Regions from separate parts of the Danio rerio genome. Here region 1 is linked to region 2. Evidence: chromatin contacts called from public HiChIP or PLAC-seq data. All regions are on one chromosome and are shown on one strand. Each heading gives the region's core, a stretch centred on a gene start, on an enhancer-like site or on the middle of the called end of the contact. The rest is flanking DNA. Distances are from core to core; before and after follow the strand shown.

Evidence for each region. HiChIP or PLAC-seq counts read pairs in DNA pulled down with a chosen protein or histone mark.
Region 1: a contact with region 2 is called in an H3K4me3 HiChIP or PLAC-seq map of embryo, with 7 times the contacts expected there. The contact joins the promoter of gpr39 here to the promoter of rab3gap1 in region 2. A contact is called at or near these places in 2 of 4 datasets of contacts at active chromatin or transcription factors (embryo and gastrula embryo).

The regions. Positions count from the first base shown.
Region 1 is chr9:58,862,897-58,867,510 of GRCz12tu, reverse strand. gpr39 (G protein-coupled receptor 39) reads left to right here and starts at 3,229. Exons shown (of 2, transcript NM_200417.2): 1 at 3,229-4,271. The coding sequence starts at 3,506.
Region 2 is chr9:58,668,020-58,672,182 of GRCz12tu, reverse strand. rab3gap1 (RAB3 GTPase activating protein subunit 1) reads right to left here and starts at 2,186. Exons shown (of 24, transcript NM_001077788.2): 1 at 2,154-2,186; 2 at 1,952-2,007; 3 at 463-538. The coding sequence starts at 2,171. LOC108179575 (serine/threonine-protein kinase Nek5) reads left to right here and starts at 2,949. Exons shown (of 19, transcript XR_012385749.1): 1 at 2,949-3,206. It overlaps LOC141376250 (a long non-coding RNA gene), which reads right to left. Exons shown (of 3, transcript XR_012385752.1): 3 at 3,486-3,948.

The sequences.
Region 1 (4,614 bases), core at 1,980-4,479, 190 kb before region 2:
GAGTGTCAATCAGTGATGTCGGGGGCGGAGCTACAGATGGACACGTGGCTGCGCTGATGACGTCAGAGATGAGCTCAGCTTCCGCTTCGCTTTTGTTATTTTCCTGCGGCGACACAGATTCTGGGTTAAATAAGCTCTTCTGCTTACAGACTCAACACTTTACCCTCTACAGATGATGCTTCTGTCAAGACAATCATAATTAAGCGTTTATCGGTGATTGTAGGTGTCTGTGTGTGCTGCAGTGTTGTGTTGATCAACAGGATGCGGAAGTCTGCTCGGCTGGCCTCTTCTACTTCCTGTCGCAGACTCACGAAGAACAGGAAGCCGCAATCCTCATCATGGCAGCAGATTAGGACATGATCAGCTCAATTAACACATGATCAGCTCCCCCCGGCCCAGATTTATCACATATAGTTTATGTTCTGCTATTATTCTGCCCACAGTACTGTCCAACATCAATAAATAATACATTTAATTTAAAGCTCCTTTGCAGAACCCAGGGTCCCTGTACAGCACACAGACTGCAGAACAGCGGTATAAAGCGGAGACTTTATATACTAATCCTAAGCTTAAAATAAGTTAATATATAAAACATCTATTAGTAATGTATTGTACATCCAGCCAATCAGTACATTTCCCAAACGTTGTACTTAAGTCCACTTAATGTGAATGCAATATTATCACTAACACTTAAATAGATTTTGCGTGTGGTCATTTTAAGTTTATATTAAATTGACTTTATTAAAACTCTACCAGTAATGTATTGTAGTAGAAGTACATTTCCCAAAATGTCTGTACATTTGATATATGTGCTGTAATGTTGCATCTTATTTATATTTGTGTGTTCCCAGTTTTAGTTCCTCTCATAAGGTGTTTTTGGACTTGTGGTTTATTACACAGAAAGATTAAAGTGTTTTGATGAAGCACAGATGCTGTTTTCTTTGTACACACAGAATCCCAGGTTAAAAAAATGCACTAAAATGCAGTTTATTTAAGTATACTTAGTACACTCTTCAGTAATGTAGTAAAAGTGCTCTATTTTCACACACTAATTTTGTACTTAATGTACTAAAAGATAGTATTAAGTATATGTTAAGATAAACTTAATACCATCTAAGTGCACTCAACTGTGCTATTTTGAGACACCCTGAAACTGAACTAAAATGTGCTTTTAACATGCTGTATCTGTATTTAAAAAAAAAATATATATATATATATATATATTTAGTTACAACTAGAAATACACTTGAGCCTTAATTTTAAACATTTAAATATATTTAGACTAATTTAAAGTATAATAGTAATATATTAAAAGAATATACAAATTGTAAAAAAAAAAAAAAAAAAAGTGTGCTGAATACTGTATTAAAAGTGCTCTATTTTTATTTTAGAAAGGATAAAGGTGGATCCAAATGAAAGAAAAGGAAATAACAGAGTTTTATATTAATATTTTATAGTTAATATTTTCATTAAAAAACAACAGTAGAGAATTATCAGTGGGATGGGGGGGGGGTGATGAGAAGACAGTTTTGGAGTTTCCTCGGTTGGAGCTAATTATTCATTCTTTCATTTTCTTTTCAGCTTAGTCCCTTTATTAATCAGGCGTCACCACAGCGGAATGAACCGCCAACTCATCCAGCATACGATTTACTTACAGCTGCAACCCATCACTGGGAAACACCCATACACTCTCATCCACACTCATACACTACGGCCAGTTTAGTTGATCAGTTCCCCTATAGCGCATGTGTTTGGACTGTGGGGGAAACCGGAGCACCCGGAGGAAACCCACGCCAACACGGGGAGAACATGCAAACTCCACACAGAAACACCAACTGACCCAGCCGAGACTCAAACCAGCGACCTGAGTGCTGTGAGGAGACAGCACTACCTACTGCACCCCCGCGTCGCCTGGAGCTGTTTATACATGCCTACACAGGGATTTGGTTTGAATGACGGAGTCCTCATGAAGCAGCACAGCAGGTCTGTGCATTTCTGTGTGGATGATGAGAGCAGGTCTATGACAGAGACACTCGAGTTCACTACCTTTAGCTTTCGATGAGGGTAATTCAGGGGCGAACCAGGGAGCAGTCTGAGGAAAGAGACAGACCGGGATTTCACTGGAGCGAGAGATTGAGGATGTTGGATAAGTCTTTGTTCTACACAGCATCATTGGAGAAGAGAGATTAACCTGCTGCTGATGTTGGTCTGCAGAGAAGCTGGAGCTGAATGCTGGAATATCTCTGGTCTGCACAGAGCTGAGCTTCAGCTGCTTCTGACTGTCTGAGAGTGAATGAGAGCATGTGTCCAGCAGAGGGCGCTCATGTGTTCATCATCTCTATATGTCTGAGTTATTAACCAGCAGTGACTGTACAACACACACACACACACACACACATCTATTTTTCTTCAAATCGCAGACATAAAAGGGTCTGCTTTAATAATCTTTCCCTAAATAACACCAGATAGATCAGACTGAGCAGGCTAACCGTTTCACACACAAGCCAACACAAAAGACTCCTCCAATAGCACATGTTGAATAAAGTGTATGATTATAGGTGTGTGTGTGTGTGTGTGTGTGTGTGTGTGTGTGTGTGTGTGTATATGTGTGTGTGTGTTCTTCAGTCAGGATCAGTTTATGGTATTGATCTACAGCTGCTGATATCAGTGGGTAAAGCAGCCTGGTTAGTGCCCTTATCTCTGATTTACAGCTCAGTGTTTATCTGCGTTAGTGCTGAACCGGGACCTACAATAACACACACACACACACACACACACACACACACAGAGAGAGAGAGAGAGATATTAACTCTCTTTATCTGCTCTCTGACTCACAGCTATGATGATGTGGTGTTTTTCAGACCAAATCCAGCAGCACCAATGACTAGGATGGACACACACACACACACACGCTAGAATACTTATACACACACACACTGCCACTCTGAGGAGCTGTGATTTATAACTATAGCCTAAAATCACTGCAGCATACACTGACTTAAACATGCACAAACACACACTCACACACACCACTGTACAAGCACACACCCCACTATACAAACACTAACTCTCCAAAACACACACATACACACACACACACACCCCATTCTCTCACACACTCAGGTGCTGTGGGCCAATCAGGACTCAGCGGTGTGTTGTAAACTCATCATGTGACTAATGACCGCTGCTCAAACACGGCTCTGTGCTCCAGCTCTGGCAGAAACTCCTCCGCCTCCGCGCTCCTCAGTCAAACACTAATCATTAACCCAGCGAGAGCAGGAATCTCCAGACGAGTCCGAGCCAAACACCACGAGAGACGAGACCAGGAGGACGGAGCAGATCTCCAGCATGAGGGACTGGCGGACGCTTCAGTTCCAGACCTCAGCTGAGATTCCAGAGAGTCTGAGAGTCTGATGATCAACGCTGGAGAGAGCGGAGAGGGGAAGACTGCTGGAGAGAGCGGAGGGATAAGCGCAGCACAGTCCACCAGCGAGCGCAGATAAACATGGACCCGCAGCAGCCGGAGCGCGACTGGCAGCAGCTGGAGCCGAGCTATGGGCTGAAGGTGTTCCTGACGGTGCTGTACTGCCTGATCCTCAGCCTGGGCGTCCTGGGCAACAGCGCTACCATCCACGTGGCGCAGGTACTGCAGCGGAACGGGTACCTGCAGAGGAGCGTGGCGGAGCACATGGTGAGCCTGGCCTGCTCCGACCTGCTGGTGCTGCTGATCGGGCTACCGGTGGAGCTCTACAGTGCCATCTGGTTCCCATTCTTATCTCGCTCAGGTGACGCCGCCTGCCGCATATACAACTTCCTGTTCGAGCTGTGCAGCTACGCCACCATTCTGAACGTGGCCACGCTGAGCCTGGAGCGCTACCTGGCCATCTGCCACCCGTTCCGCTATCGAGCGCTGCGCGGCGGCCGAACACGGAGGCTCCTGCTGGCGGCCTGGCTCTGCTCTGCCCTGGTGGCGCTGCCCCTGCTGGTGGCCACCGGGACTGAAGGATACGTGCCCGCGGGCCGCCAGACCCCCGTACAGAACCTGACCTTCTGCACCAGCCTGAGCCAGCACTGGGTGATGTACCGCACCAGCATCTTCACCGCTTTCGTCCTCTACCTGCTGGTGCTGGCCGGCGTGGCCTTCATGTGCCGGGCCATGATCCTGGTCCTGCGGGCGCCCATGGGCCCTGCTGAAGCCGGCGCTAGCGGAGATCACAAACACCAGAGCGCTCGCGGCAAAGCCTCCCGCAAACAGACCATCCTGTTCTTGGGTAGGACTCACTTACACATTCACCATCTGCCTCTCGGTCAGCTTATCCTGTGGTCACACTAGAGCAGCGGTCACCAATCTCTGACCTGCCGGTGTCCCTGCAGGGTTCAGTTTCAACTTGCCTCAACACACCTGCCTGGGTGTTTCAAGTATACCTAGTAAGAGCTTGATTAGCTTGTTCAGGTGTGTTTGATTAGGGCTGGAGCTAAAATCTGCAAGACACCGGCCCTCCAGGAACAAGTGTGGTGACCCCTGCTCTAGACGATTAGACATCCATAAAGTCAGTGATTACTCCATATTTTGAATATCTGTACAGAGATATTGTGTACGTTTTGATCCTCCGT
Region 2 (4,163 bases), core at 937-3,436:
TGGATAGGCGCCAAGACTTCTGTCAGGTAATGTAATTCTCATGTCTGTGAAGTATTCGCTGAGAATACAGTGTGTTTTCGGACTCGGAAAAGCAGCAGGTCCAGGAACTGTCCTGAACACACGTCTGCACTGAGCCCCTCTCTCAGAGGATCCTCAGTCTATAGGAGGGCTCACCAAACTCGCTCCGAGAGGTCCGGTGCCCAGCAGGGTTTAGCTCCAACTTGCCTCAACACACCTGCCTGGATGTTTCAAGTTTACCTAGTAAGATCTTGATTAGCTTGTTCAGGTGTGTTTGATTAGGGTTGGAGCTAAAATCTGCAGGACACCGACCCTCCAGGAACAAGTTTGGTCTATAGTGATCGCTGATTGGCTCATGTACTAGAAGGCGGGGCTTCCTCTACACGAGCGAGAGGTCTTGTGTATTGGACAGTGTTTGGTGTTAATGTGATCATGGGTAATGACCTTCTCCAGCGGTTTTCCAACACGACTGCCAATCAGCTTCCAATCATTGAGCACCTCCTCCACTCTGGAGATGAATCTATGGAGAGGAAAAATATAATTATTATTGATCTATACAGATGGACGAGGACGAAAAACAGAACAAAGAAGCAATGCACAGATTTTTAGGTGTATATTATATTAAATCATACTATATTATATTACATTACATCACATTATATTATACTATATTATATTATACTATATTATATTATATTAATTAATATTATTTTAAATTATATTATACTTTATTATATTATAGATGAAGCAACATCACACAAAAAACATCAGTTTCAGCATCAGGAACACTGTAATGTATTAACACAATAAAAGCTTGCTGTTATTATATTATATTATAATCAATATTAAACAAAAAACTATCTGGAACACATTGTAATTTTAATATAACACTTTAATAACAAAAAAGCTTGTTGAATTACAGAAAAAAAGAACAAATAAGCAATCTGCAGATTATTATTGGTCTATTATATTATATTATATTACATTATATTATATGTGAACCAATATCACAGAGTATAAGACAATAAAGCACACACACACACACAGGTCAAACATGTCATGCACATCACACAAAACCCACATTGAACACAACACAAGTCGATAAGCTCTCACATCACACACAGCTCACACAAAACACAACACACAATAATAACACTATAAAAGCGTGTTGAAATATTTAATCAGTGAAAAGACAGAATATGCTTAATTTACAGCATATGTGTAAACTAAATCGACAAATTGCCCCTTTAAATCCCAACAGGCATAACCAGCAACAGCCAAGACTGCAGGATCATCTGCTGTCAGGGCTCTGACGTCAATAAATGTGACTATAATGGAGGTGAATGGGGCACAAACAGCAGTTGGATCCCCAAAGAGGAGTGAATCTGAACACACAACGATAAAGAGATGGAGATGCGAGTTCATATGTTGATAATGACACTGATGTGTGCTGGGAAATCATACAGCTGTGCTAAAGGTGGCTTTATATTCACACATTGGGACTTTCTCTTTAAAAATATAATTTCAGAATAGTGTTTTAGCAAACTGTAAATAGTGAAATCATACTAGCAGCTGATGACTATCAACTAGTGCTAATATTGTTTTGAAGTCATTCTTACATGCGAGCTCAGACCGAATATTCAAAGTGCCACGGTAAACAATATAGGGAGCGTGTCAGAAGCTGTCACTGAACCAAAGTGCGAAAATAAACCAACTTTACCTCAATAATCATTAAGATGTGCTAACATCAGCTTCTGCTTCATGGAGGGAGACTGCAAACATGCAGCCATAACACACACACTGACTCACAAGAGTGTGTTTATCTATGTGTGTGTGTGTGTGTGTGTGTGTTTATATTTAAGTGTTCATACGTGTGTGTGTTTATATTTGATGAGTAGTGTGTGTGTATGTGTGTATGTGTGTGTGTTCGTACCTCTCCCACTCGGACGCGGTGGTGAAATCCGTGATCTCAAACACTTCAGACTCGGGCTGAAACAGAAAACAGCGACAGGTGACAGTCAGGGCAGAAAATACAGCAGATGTGTGGCATAATCATAGCACATCTAAAGGACACACGATTACGACACAATATGAAGAAACTGATGATGAAGATGCGCATTTACACAGAAACTCACATCACTGTCGGCCGCCATCTTGGCTCTCTGTTTATTCCTGTCCTGGTGCATTCTGGGAAACGACGTCCCGCAGCTCTGACACGTCAGCCAGTGTGTTAGTTCAACTTTTTTAATTTAAATAAACAATTCCACTTGAAGTAGTATTCAAATACACTGAAATAAAGGTTTCATAGAACAAAAGGAACTGTAAACAAATATTTTCAGAGGCTAATTTCTCAAGCTCAAACGCTGGTGTGACCGCAGCTTCACCTGCAGGTTTTAAACAAGCCTAAAGGACTCAATGAGTTTGATCAGGTGCGTTTAATTAGAGTTGAAGCTAAACTGTGCAGAGCTGCGGTCCTCCAGGAACTGAGCAGAGTTAAATACGTTTTTGTTGCATAATTATCCATTATGAACCAGTTTCAGTCATCGTTTTTAGAATTTTAATATATTTTAATGTATTACTATAAAGGCAGTTTGGTGTCACATTCGGAATAATTATGATTATAATTTACAAATGTTCATTATAAAAACATGTATAAAACATGCATCATTATTAAACACTTAATTATTAAACTCTTCACTTATTTCACGTCATTTTAACATATTTTTACATTTGCCTAAAGATTTAAAACTTTTATTTGAACAAAATAAACTTCATTTTTAATGACTAACTAAATATAAATATTATGAAGTCCAAAAACATCACTTTAAATAATTACAGTATATTAAATGTAATGGATGATTCCTCCGGTCAGCCTGAACAGGCGTTCTCCATTTCTAAAGTTTCTCCTACCAGAGCGACGCTGTTGACGCGTTGCCATGGTGATGCCAGGCTTATGTTCGCGCGCACTAAAACCGTCGCGCTCCCACGGGAGATCTTCTTCATCATCATCATCATCATCATCATAAATATTAGTATTAATATCGTCATATCATATCATCATATTGATGATGGAGCGGTATGAGGTGATCCGGCAGATCGGTCAGGGCGCGTTCGGAAAGGCGCTGCTGGTCAAACGGAGACGCGGGGACGAGCAGCTCTACGTCATCAAGGAGATCAGCCTCACACAGGTGCAGTTTCACACACAAAACACAATAAACAGTCAACATTCCGACGGATTAAGGAGAAAGAGGAGTCGAAGTCACTATCAGCTGTTAAATGGACTTCCAAACACAAGAATAATAGCGATAATAACGTTCATAGCGGCTGCTCAGCTGACTAAACGTTCCGGCAATGTTGCGGTAACGTTTCTATTTAGTTATGCCGATGTTTTTGTACAAAATCTGCAGAATTATAGTAACTAAATAGAAGAGTATAGTAACTAAAAGCACAACACATTAAATAAAAATAGCAATAACTTTCTATATTTTATTTAAGGTTTCAATGCAAATTCAACTAGGTCAAGTTTGGTGAACAAAGCAAGTCTATGTAACACAGGATATCTGCTAAAAACAGAAAATATTACTTTACAAACTGCATTGTACATAAACCATATCATTTCATTAAAAATCATTTGCACATTACTGAATAATATTACTGAAATTAAAATAAAAACTGCACAAATACAAGGAATATATAATATATAGTAACATTATATAACAGTGTTGAGGAAAGCTGCTTCTGAAAGTAATGCATTACAATATTGATTTACTCTCATAAACAGTTAGTTGTGTTACATTCTATCATAAATAATGTATTCTGCTACTTTTGCCTTACTTTTCCGGCCTGCCTGAGGCTTGATCTGTTTTCTTTTTCTTCTTCTTTAATAGAGGAGCTGTGCAATGACCAACACACTGTATAACCTTCATTTACCTATAAAAGACAAACACATTAGTATAAAATGATGTAGGATAAAGACAGTTTAAAGCAGTGTGCTTGCTGCTCAGTAAAGAAATGGTGCATTGATACTATAATCCCCTTTTGAGTTAAAGCCATCCTGCTTTCTGTCTGTTCCTACATTCCCTCATCCAGCACCAGATCCAGCGCTCATTTCTACTCAGCTGTTTAGCTTTTAAAGCGAATTAATT